Linked DNA regions of Hordeum vulgare: region 1 is linked to region 2. Evidence: chromatin contacts called from public Hi-C data. All regions are on one chromosome and are shown on one strand. Each heading gives the region's core, a stretch centred on a gene start, on an enhancer-like site or on the middle of the called end of the contact. The rest is flanking DNA. Distances are from core to core; before and after follow the strand shown. Region 1 overlaps LOC123407472. Region 2 holds the start of LOC123412510 (tubby-like F-box protein 12).

What was found. A called contact is a pair of places that touch in the nucleus more often than the background predicts.
Region 1: a Hi-C map of seedling shows a contact between it and region 2, with 6 times the contacts expected there. The contact joins the enhancer-like site here to the promoter of LOC123412510 in region 2. A contact is called at or near these places in 5 of 6 Hi-C or Micro-C datasets (leaf, seedling and an unstated tissue) and 1 of 1 datasets of contacts at active chromatin or transcription factors (embryo).

The regions. Positions count from the first base shown.
Region 1 is chr7H:443,379,414-443,385,373 of MorexV3_pseudomolecules_assembly, reverse strand. It overlaps LOC123407472, which reads left to right. Exons shown (of 12, transcript XM_045100604.1): 6 at 1-353; 7 at 714-821; 8 at 910-977; 9 at 1,122-1,209; 10 at 1,294-1,365; 11 at 1,469-1,522; 12 at 1,605-1,704. The coding sequence ends at 1,694. It also overlaps the pseudogene LOC123407471. Among protein-coding and RNA genes, the nearest start is that of LOC123407472, 12 kb to the left of the region's middle. Within about 2 kb of position 4,488, at least 1 of the 3 cell types and tissues checked has open chromatin away from gene starts, as enhancers often do. A contact at or near this core is called in seedling, where this site is marked.
Region 2 is chr7H:443,116,154-443,122,236 of MorexV3_pseudomolecules_assembly, reverse strand. It overlaps LOC123412510 (tubby-like F-box protein 12), which reads left to right and starts at 2,762. Exons shown (of 5, transcript XM_045105464.1): 1 at 2,762-3,278; 2 at 4,020-4,469; 3 at 4,821-4,908; 4 at 5,011-5,143; 5 at 5,226-6,083. The coding sequence starts at 4,101. The coding sequence ends at 6,012.

The sequences.
Region 1 (5,960 bases), core at 3,239-5,738, 260 kb before region 2:
AAGGAGGAGAAAGAGTGACCATTTCCTTGGCTGCCCCAGCCAATGCTTATCGTCAGATGGGCCCCCTTAAGATTGCGGCACGCTCAAAAGGGTTTAGTCCAGGAGAACCCATGTGCCTCACTAACCATGTCAGTGGAGAGATCTCAAAGTTGCTAAGAGTGCCATCAAAGAATGCAGGACCATTGTTTCTTAGTCCTTATCTAGTTGTCGGTGCTGTTGCTTTGCTTGCTTCTGGAGATGCTGTTTCTGCATTCATTGATCCAAGTCTCCCTCGATTAATTACAGCAACTGTCATTGCATCGGCTGCTGTAGGAACAACACTAGATCAAGTGATCCTGCCAGAGACACGAAAGGTATGTTTGACTTCCGTGTAGCAAAAACATCTGGGGTGTTTCTTTCATTAAAGAAATGAAACAAAGTGTACATAAAGATCTAGTCATGTATCAATGATTTTTTTTTACTGTTAATATTAGTCCGCTTCATCTTGCTTTATTGATGGATTAGCTCCACCTCATCTTGCCAATACTACCCATTTCGTTAGCATTTATGATGGCAATGCTAATTCTAATTATGTTCTCAACCATATTATCAACTTCAAATTATTTTTGGTGTTGCGTAATGTTTTTTGGAGGTAAACGTAGTTACTAGTCCCAAAATAGAAACTGTGGTGTGTATTATATATTCTGCATGATTTAACTCTTGTGCTTGTCCAGCTTCCGCAAAAGGCAGTAGACATAGTTGCTGTACAGCAGAAACTCTTATCTCAATATGACATGCTTCAAAGTCGTCTTAAGGATCTGAAACGGCTTGTTGAAAAAGAGGTTTGTCTGTTTAATCTCTGTAACCAGTAAATCTTCTGCTAAACGTAAAGTTTTGAAAAGCATAGTATACAGAATTATTCCATCGAAGGTGTGGATGCTTGCAAGAATGTGTCAGTTGGAGAACAAGATACTAGCAGTAGGCGAACCATCATATCGGTAATTTTTACAGAAGTTACATGTTCTTCTATCATACTGGTTTAATTTACTTACTTAAAAAAGAACTTTTTTTATTACAATAGTTTCATGTTCTACTGCAGTGTTTTATGAAGAGAATTGAGCATTGTACAAACTAATTTGCAGTGCTCGACGTGGTAGAGTGAAGAGGGTACGGAAAAGCTTGGAAACCACGCTGTTGGCAAAGATTGAGCTGATGGAAAGTTATGCAAAAGTAATACAAGAGACTGTAAATATAAATCTGTTTACGTTTCACATGTAATCTAGCTGAAAACCCCCGCTGAATATGGTATTGCAGTTATGTTCTATGATTGAAATTGAAGTTGAAATGGACTCTGACGTTATCGTTGCTGAAGCAGCAACTGGTGCAGTAAGTTCCTATCAATGCACACATATATACGCATAATCTACCATTGTTTTTGTTTTCTGATTAATTCCTGGCAGATAGCTAATAATGAGTGTTACGATTTCAGGAAAGAATATCAGAACAAATTGAACAATTAATGGAGATTGATAGTCTTGAAGAGGTGGAAAACCATCTGCCTGAAATTTCTATTGAGCATAACATCATTTACGAGGAACTAACATTTGCCTCTATAACCATTTCAGCAATGGCGTATACAAGCTGAGGCTAATGATGAAGCAGAAAGGCTTCTTGGTCCAGATTCTTCGGAAGCATTGTCAGCTGAGCGTGTATGATGGGACTTTGGTAATATGGAAGAACATTAATTTGTTTTGTTTTCCATTTTCCATATATCTCAGTTCATAAATGTTTTACTTTCAAACGAAGAACAAAAGGATACTGGGCTGGGCATAGTGATTTGTGAAGACGACGGTTCTGATGCAGAAGACAAACTGATTACTGTGTAGAACCATGTATTCCCCCCATAACATCAAAGTGAATATTGCAAAGAACTTGAGAGATGTGGTTCTTTCTCTAGCACACACTTGACAGTACAGATCAGGGCAAGCTTATGGATGGAAACAAATGAAAGATGCTTACAGAGACAAAAGAATTTCAAACCCCTGAAGAGCCATGAGATGTTTGAGGCAGTTCAAGGACTTCCTCTTTCGTTTGCTAGTTGCTTTAGCATGTTTCTTAGAGTTAGCAAAAGAATCTGATGCCGGCTTGTAAATGGTTCCGTGTAACTTCTATCACTATTGTGCTGAACGTTGGAACTGTAACTGTACATAAGTGTGTAAATTGCATTACAACACAGTTTTTTCATGCCTATTAATAATTGCAGATCCTGCAAATTGATCATTGTGAAGCATTCGTGTATGTACAGGAGATATCGATGTACACGTGTCATCTGACGAGAGAAAACAAGACTCATGTGATGAACGCAAGAGCACGAGCAATAGCATCTCGGTGGTAGAATAAAAGGTAGCCCAGAACTGAACAAGGAAAATTCCCTCCGGGAACGGGTTTGCGCTGTTTTGTACAATCAAAAAGAGGTTATACAACTAAATCACTCTCTCTTTGCTGCTGGCTATGATTGGTCTCAGTAATGTGTTGCCAGTGATGACTTTTGTTGTTGCAACCACGAAGTCACAGCCCATTCCTTCCTGTGCACCAAGAAATCGAAGCGTGGCAATCTCAGCAAATGTTACGCCACCAACAAACACAACCAGAACAACGGAACGACGACCAACCCCGTCGGCATTCTGCTGTGCCCTGTGTGGTAGCAATTCTGCTGAACCACTAATGGCCGAAACACCTCTTTTCAAATCAAGATGAGGACCTGGCAATAATTTCAACACTTCTTCAATAGATCGCCATCCAGACCTCACTGCGTGCTCAACAAGGCGAACACTAAGAGGCGCGTATCCAGCAAAGACGTATAATATATCATCAGGGGGATCATTAGGATCCTTTATATCAACTATAAGCTTGAGAGCTCTCCTGATAACAGCCCAATTACTCCTCGATTCCCGCCTTTTAACAAGGCCAGCTTTCTCCAGATTGTACAACAAGGGCATGTGCTCGAAGCCATAGCTGTGCAGTATCTCCTGTCTCAGGTAGTCGAAACTCTTCCTCGGCAATCCGGCATTTGTAAGGGAAAATAACACTAGAAGGCGAAGCACGGTTTCAATAGGCTCTTGCTTCTGTATGATCTCCTCAATGTACTTGTAACACGTTTCATAGTCCTGCGCCTCCAGTATCTTTTGTTCAATCTCCACTCGGGCATGGAATGAGAGTTTTCTCACAACCGATTGCAAATGATGCGTCAAATTAACATGCCTGGTTATCTCAGGTAGCGAGTATAACCTCTTCACGAAATCCTTGATCTCAGAGACCGAATGTGTGTTTGTGGATTTCACTTGCGCGTAATCTTGCTGAATAGCCATTGCCTTTTGGTGGACGACCTTAAGCACAACATGGAAGTTGAGGTCTCGAATCTCCCTGTACAACTTATCGCTCGAATTGAGTGGAACCTTGACCTTTTTTCCATCTTGTTGGGAGTCCATAACGCAGGCGTCAACTTCCACGGATCCGTTATGAATTTCCAACATCTCGTCTAATAGGCCTTCGTACGTCAGCTGAGAGCACATTGGTGTCACCATATCCACCTCTCGGTCCAGCAGAATAACGGTCTCTATCTCCGGAACCCCCATATCATCCATGTCGACAGGGTCTTGGAGATGCATATGGTTGAGCAGCTGGGCAGCTCTGGTTGATGCCACACCCTTAGCTCTTACATTGGGGATGGCCCCAAAGGCAAGCTCTAACCTATGGATAGCCTCTGCAACGTGCCAGACAGAAGTCCCCGTATCCCCTTCAGTAAGGTGACATTCCTGCAAGGAGTGGTCATCATCACCAAGCTCAAAAGGAAAGGACATCCTCATCCAAAGGAACCAGATACAAGGGATACTCTCCGATTGTCGCCAACTTTTGATGAACTCCCTCTTCCTCCAGAATCATCTCACAGGCAACTACACGACGTGGTACGAAATATAGGTGGTATTCCCTCTGGAGCCCCTCGGATTCGTCGTTCCTGATTTGATCTGCGACGAGTTTCATCAAGCTCAGCTGGGGCCGAACAAGGTACACCACCTTGGGGCATTCCGTCCGCAGAGGGTTGGCGGAGAGGATCCGCAGCTCCGTGACGTGTTCCTTTAGCACCGAGGTGTGTAGGATCAGCGAGAGGGCGCCCGCAAGTTTCGGGTCGATGACCAGACACTTGTTCCCCCTGATGCTCTTGATTATGCTGACGAGTTCCTTCTGCGACTGCTCCCTGAGGGCGGCGAGATTGAGCGGCGCGTTGTCGAGGTTTGGAATCTGTGCCATTTGGCCCTCTCGATCGGCACCTTGCGGTTTGGGCGTCGCGTCGGGATGCTGCTGGTGGCTCGGCCGTCAATGGCGTCGGGATGGGATTCGATCTCCTCGCGATGAGGTCACTGCTCCTGGCTGGCCGCTGGCGGCGGGGCCTCGGGCGTCGACGGGACGGGATCCGGCGGGTAAGGGGCTTGGATGGCCGGAACTGCCGGCGGAGGAGTGGAGCCGGGCGTAAGTGGCGGCGATGAGCCTTGCTTAGGGTTATGAGAGGGAGAGGAGCCGCGTGGACGTGTCACGTGTGGGTGTTTTTCTATATTTATTTTTTATAACAAACTAGCACAAATGCCCGTGCGTTGCAACGGAAGAAAAATAAACAGTAAAAAAAGTGTAGTCCATTGGTAAAAACGCGCGTGGATACTGTTAAAAAAAGGCACGTACGTAAGGTCTTATATTATAAAATATGTACAAAGAAAGAACCTAGTGCAAGTATATCATGTCCAAAGATTATAACATTTCCCAAATATTTATGCTTAAGTTAACATGTTACAATACAAATAGTCGGTACGAAATAAAGACAAATATTAATTAGCATTGTATCCTAAATAGTATTTTTTAAAATATTTAATATGTAAAATAACAACATATTCAAACTCTAAACATTTTTCTAATCAAGTTTCATATATAACATGTTTAAATTGGATTTACGGTTTAAAATATATTGTTATTTGAAAATACATATTTATTCTGAATGGACTTTGAGGTTATTAACGCATATGTGAGGAGTGTACGTAAAAAATTTAAAAAACGATTCGCTCTTAATATAATTTGGACCGCGGGTTATTTAGCACGAAAGTAATGGGTTTTTGTAAAATGTAAAAAAATGGTTCGGCCTCACTTAAGAACGTACCGCGGGTTAATTAGAGGAAACTACAGAGGTGTTTTTGCAAAAATGCTGCGACAGACGCCAGAAACAGTGCGTGCTTTATTATTAGGGGAGATTTGAGAGGTGTATGCCCTAATCTGAATTTTTCAAAAATATGACCCGTCCATCTTGTATAGGCCCAAGAACTATTCTTGGGTCAGGCATCGGCCGAAGTCACCTTTTATGTCCTTCTTGTGCTAAAAATCAATAGAAACAATCCGAAATCACCTCTCCGATTTACTCTCATTCGAAGAGTAATCTTCGGTCAACTGTAGGCCAAAGAGTCCACCACTTCGCGTGATTTGTTGACTGAAGATGCATGTCACCACTCTTCTTCCTAGGCTTGGCCAAAATGCACTCTTTGCTTCACACTAGCTAAACCAAAGAGTGATCTTTTGATGTTTCTTTCCCCGTCATTCCTCCCGCGTAGCATTTCCCGACATTGTTCACGTCTTATTTTTCCGCCAACCCTTTCCCTCCTTTCTCTGACCCCTCCTAATGTTCCAGCCATTTTCTTTCCTGCTCAATGTTCCCGCCGTTGTTTCCCTTCACTCTCTTTCCCGCCCAATTTTCCTGCCAACCCCTTACCATCATTCTATAAAAACGGCCCCATTGCCTGTTGTCTTCTGCATCTTTGCTTAGCAATATTTCCACCCATGTCCAGCGATAATTCCCGCGACTTTACTCCAGTGATGTCTCATTTGCTCTTGGTCAATGCCGCTAGAAAGTAGAGGCCTAGTAATGGATGTGTGTGTTTTGAAGA
Region 2 (6,083 bases), core at 1,513-4,012:
TCAATAACATCAATGTGTTGTACCGATCACCGTTATTTGCAACGATGAGCGTATCTATACATATAGCATTGGATGGCGGCTTCATATCCGTATCCGCCGGCTGATCTTTTATATCCACTCCTATTCATAAACGGATGCGGATGAAAATTTGGAAATAGCGTTGGACCCCATGCGAGATGGAAGTCACTACAGTATAGCGTGTTCTGTTTTCTCGGATGACGTCGGCGAATGGACGTCCCCACCGGCATATAGGATGAGTATTTTTGAACTAGCCAACGAAGACCAATGTGGTGTCGACATTGCTAAAAAAAATCTTGACTCACATCACATGTCTTGACAGTGCAACGTACGTGGCTTAGAAAAGAGAGATTTAGTTATGCACGTCGCCGACAAGCAGTAGTAGTTTGTTTGTGTGGCACACGAGTATGCTTCTGCTCCATATGCATCGTCCTTACGTATACAGAATACTACCAACATAGCATTGACAAAATGTCATAGCTGCAGCAAAGAGCCAAGGGTCATGTGTGGACAATCCATGTTACGGCATCTCTAAAGTCAATCTGAAGTGCACGAAACCGGTGCCCAAATTAATTATCAATATTTTATGGAAGAATACTACAGGCATATTTTATGATAAGTGTTGCTAAGCGTCTGCCGAATGATGTTTAAAAAACATCCGTCATCTTAATAGTCATAGGATAGTTTACATTAACTTTTGCAACCAGGCTTGTGTTGCGTTCGGGGCGTTGCAAGACGAGCCTTGTTGCGCTCCTGTTGAACCGTTTTTTTTTTTAAAACAAGGTCTATGTTTCAGAAGTTGTGAAAATTTCTATAAAATTTTATTTACAACGAAGTTTGTTATAGAATATTTTCTGCAACAGAGATCGCGTTGCAAAAAATCTATCGATCGGATGTAGATATTATTGCAGATTTTTTTTTGCAACAAAGCTAATGTTACAGTTTTTTTAACAAAATAGTTTTGAAACGTGACTAATGTTGCAGAAAATTTTCTTGCAACAAGGAGGGTGTTGCAAGAAAATAACAATTGCCGTTCACCGAGAGCTCCGTCGAACGGTGCAGAGGGAGGAGAGGCGCCGCCATCCCCATCGGCGACAAGCATTGGACCTTCGACCAGGTTGCCTCGTCGCTCCTTCGCTCCGACGAGGTGGACGCACCGCGCATGGATGAGACATGCTGAAGGCTCTTCCCTGCCAGTACCTGGCCGACATCAATGTACGCCGCTTGGACCTGACCACTCTGGTCACCCCGCCATGATCGTGAAGGCCATCGCCAACGAAGTTATCTTCTAGTTCGGTCTGCAAAATACGATTTGTCATGCTTTGCTTTTTGAACAGGTGGCCAGTTGCAGGAATATGAGTAGGTAGAGAACACATTAGTGACGAGAGCTCTAAAGAGATAAGGATTAAGGAGAGATGGGATGTGTATGAGCCTAATCAAAACGCGTGGCGAGCATAGCATTCGCCGGACGTATCAAAAAAGATCGATCGGTTGAACATGAGTTTTTTTCCATATTTATGAAAGAAACTTTCGATCTACATAATCTGTACCGTAATCATGGTATGGAGAACATAAAAAATAACAAAAAACTACATACATATTCCCTCGGAAAAAGAAACGAGGACTAAAATTACTAAAATTGATACTCACTTTGTTTCTATTACTTCAATATTAGGCTTCTTTAAAGTTTAACTTTATATATTTTCAACAAATTTATAAAAAAATATACTCCCTTCGTTCCTAAATATTAGAGGACTACATACGAAGCAAAAATAAGTGAATCTATATCCTAGTGTATGTCTATATACATTTGTATGTAGTTTTACATTAAAACCTTTAAAAAGACTTATATTTAGAAACAGATGAATCATTAACATATAGACCACCAAGTCAATATGATTTAATTCATCATTGAATATATTTTCACATCATACAAATTTATTAATGTAATGTTCATATTGCTTTTTATAAACTTGATCAAACTTTATAAAATTAGACTTTGGTCAAAGATAATATGCAAAGTAAACAAAAACAAAGGGAATAAACTTGAACATATTTCCTTCATCTCAAAATAAATGTCTCCACTTTATACTAACTCTAGTTTAAAATTAAACACTCATCTTAAAACAGAAGGAATAGTAGTTAAGGCCCATTAACAGATGGCCTATCTAGAATGTACATGGTGCTCACATATGCAGACGGACACCAATCAGTAGTCTACCCTTATACTCCCTCCGTTCCTAAATATAAGTTTTTTAAGAGATTCCACTAAGAGTCTACATACGAAGCAAAATGAGTGAATCTATACTCTAAAGTATGTCTATATACATCTGTATGTAGTCTACCAGTGTAATCTCTAGAAAGACTTATATTTAGAAACGGAGGGAGTATTATTTAAACACTCTAGTCTTATTTGAAACATCTTACTGTACCATAGTTCCAGCAGGGAGTGTGAAAGTAAGCAGAAGAGGATACCGTTGAATTGGCTTCTCGCTCTAGAGTCTCGACTAATCTGGCACTGGGGTAGACTTTCTTCAATCTTATTTGTGATTTTTTTTTTCATTTTATGTTTGCAGAAAGGATCAGAATTACATATGAGAAAGTATTAAAATATTTAAAACATCTTATGTTTGGGCAAGTCCAGTAAACTTATGTACGGTAAAAGATCCATCCGTATAATTTAGCAGTCAGCAGACGCGCACATTTGTATAAGGCAGTATACTCCACGTCCCGTACTACTAGTACAAGAGTACACGACGGACGGTCGGCCGGCCGGGCAATGCGGTGGTTGGTGAGGCGGCCATGTCTCATGTGCAACAAAACCCTTTTCCAAATCAAAGAAAGAGGAATTCTCTCACGATCCGCCGGTCTTCCTCCTCCCCGAAACCAAGTCCCATTTCCCCATCTCATCAATAAATCCCCTCGCCCCGCCTCCCGGACCTCCGGCCTCGCCTCCGCCGCAGATCGGCCGATACACCGGACCGGGCTCTTCCTCCGCCCGTCCCCGCGCCGTTCCACCTTTTCCTGCGCGTCTTTTGGAGCAAAGCTCGCGCCGGAAAGCTTTTTTTTTTTCTCCGGAGGAAAAGGTCGCGCGCTCACGGGTGGAAAGGAAGCTCGGCGGTTTTGCTCCTCTGTCCATCTTCTCTGGCTTTGGGGGCTTTGGGGAAGGCGGAGAGATCGCTCGCTGCTGGCCTCGCCCGCAAAAAGCTCGGGATCTCCTCTCCGCGTAAGGGGAAGAATCTCTTTCAAGTTTGGGGCCGGTAAGATGGCCGCTCCTTCACTTCCTCCTCCTGCATCCACCAGCGCATCCATTTCTGGCATCTGATTCTTGCAGCAGACTTTATATATCTAGCACATATTTCCAGCGCTCTGATTGCTTCATTCCATGATTACTTTCTTCTGTTTAGCTTTGTTTACGCGTAGAGGAAATATAATAGATTCACTTTCCCTTCTTGTATTTCACAAACATAGAATAGAAGCACAATAGTACTAGTACGTAAGTATCTCCCAAGTAACTTCATGCAGATCTTGTACCTGCCACAGTAGCCAAGAGATAGTACTATGCAACTGCACTGCAGGTCATACAGGATAAAAGGAAGGATAAAAATGTAAACTTTCTTCCTCTGAGGACAGTGGGTCAAAGTTGTGGTGCCATGCCTGCCGTGTGACATGATTAGGTTTAATATACCAGTAAAATGGCGCCTTCTGTTAGCCTTTCACCATCAGAGGGCTTTGTTTTTTCCCCTCCCGTGGCATCACCAATCGCCATCAGAGAGTTAGCTGTCTGTGTAGCCAATTTCCCCTCATCTTTATCATGTATTGAGTGCGCGACTAGAACCGGTAGCCCACTGACTCGAGACTATTCAAACCAGAATGGTACTATTAATCTCTAGTCCGCGATCCGTTAGTCTATGCGCGCCGATTGCTTCTCCTAGTGGATGATTATTTTACAGCACCACTACACGCTAATCTTCCTATTCACTTTCCTTGTGTATATGCAGTGCCGGGAAGCTCATTCAGAAGGCCTTGAGGTCTAGGACATCGGTGAAGCTCTGGTTGTCATAGCAGAGTTTCTGGCAGATATGTCTTTCCGCAGCATAGTCCGCGATGTTAGAGAGAGCTTCGGAAGCTTATCAAGGCGGGGCTTTGAGGTGAGGATTTCAGGCCTCCCTGGTCTTTCCGGCCATCATCACCGGGGGAAGTCTTTCGGGCCACCGGGTGAGCTGCACGGCGGAGCTGTGGTGGCTGACCAGAATGGCTGGGTTGGTCTTCCTCCTGAATTACTTCGTGATGTGATGAAAAGGCTGGAGGAAGGCGAGAGCACTTGGCCCTCCCGCAAAGATGTTGTGGCTTGTGCGGCTGTCTGCAGTGCGTGGAGAGAGATCTGTAAAGATATAGTTCAGAGCCCGGAGTTCTGTGGGAAACTCACTTTTCCGGTGTCGCTTAAACAGGTAAACATCCAACTGAATCTGTGATGAGTTGCTGTACCTATTGTTCATGATGGGTAGCTTGTATTTTTTTCTTTCTCATGATACGGCCTAAATAAAAAATTGAAACTGGGAAACGGTGGTCGCCTCAATCTTAAGAAATCAACATAATAGTAGTTGGTATGCTTACCTAGTACGGAGTAATTTGTAGCAGTTTTATCATAGGGAATTGAAATGTAAGATATGCCTGCTTAGAAAAGTTTGCCTACTGAAAAGTAGCAGATATAGGCCTCTGAAGTGAGAAAGACATGCCTACATGGTAGTACATATGAAAGTTTGCACCTGTCTGACTCTGATTTGATATTTTATCTACAGCCAGGACCTCGAGATGGATTAATCCAGTGCTTTATTAGAAGGGACAAATCAACACTAACCTATTATCTCTACCTGTGCCTTAGCCCTGGTAAGCATACGTGCTGCTTCTCATTAATCACACCGAAATATTCCTCCGTTCATTGTCAATGTTGCTAGATGCTGTGCTGATTATATGTTTCGTAACATGCAGCTGTGCTTAGTGAGAACGGGAAGTTCCTGCTAGCAGCTAAGAGGAATCGCCGGACAACATACACCGAATACATAATTTCTGTGGATTCTAAAAACATCTCACGGTCAAGCGACGGCTATGTTGGAAAAATGAGGTGAAGTACCTTCCTTCACAACATTCTTAGTTTCTTACTATCTAATCTTCGACGATTTAGATCTGACATTATGCACCAACAGGTCGAATTTCCTTGGCACTAAGTTCATCGTCTATGACACTCAGCCACCATACAATGCCGGGAGCCTCATCCCATGCCAGCGCGGCAGCCGTCGCATCTCTTCCAGGAGGGTCTCCCCGAAGGTGCCAACGGGTAGCTACCCCATCGCCCACGTGAACTATGAGCTCAACATGCTGGGCACCAGAGGGCCGAGGCGTATGCAGTGCACGATGCACTCCATCCCGGCCTCTGCGGTTGACCCGGAAGGCGTGGTGCCTGGGCAACCCCAGCAGCTGCTCCCTGGTCCATTCGACGAGTCCTTCCGTAGCACGAACGCCTCCTCCAGGTTCTCCATTGCAGACTTCAGCAGCTCTCGCTTCTCAAGCTCCCGATTCTCAGACGTAAGTGGAGGGTTGCGGCGAGACGAGGAAGATGGGGAGGCCAAGGAGAGGCCCTTGGTCCTCCGCAACAAGGTGCCGAGATGGCACGAACAGCTGCAGTGCTGGTGCCTCAACTTCCGAGGCCGGGTGACGGTGGCCTCCGTGAAGAACTTCCAGCTGACAGCAGCCATGCCACAGGTGACGGCCGCTGCTGTGCTGCCGTCGGAACCTTCGCAGCCGCCCCAGCAACAGCAGCTCCAGCCTTCGAGTTCCTCATCGTCTTCGATGTCCGATCACGAGAAGGTGATCCTGCAGTTCGGTAAGGTTACCAAGGACATGTTCACCATGGACTATCGGTACCCGCTCTCGGCGTTCCAGGCGTTCGCCATCTGCTTGACCAGCTTTGACACCAAGCTGGCCTGTGAATGAATAGACCAGTAGCACAAGTATTTATGTGTCATATCAACATCTATTTTTTTATGTTTCTGTTGTTGATTTAC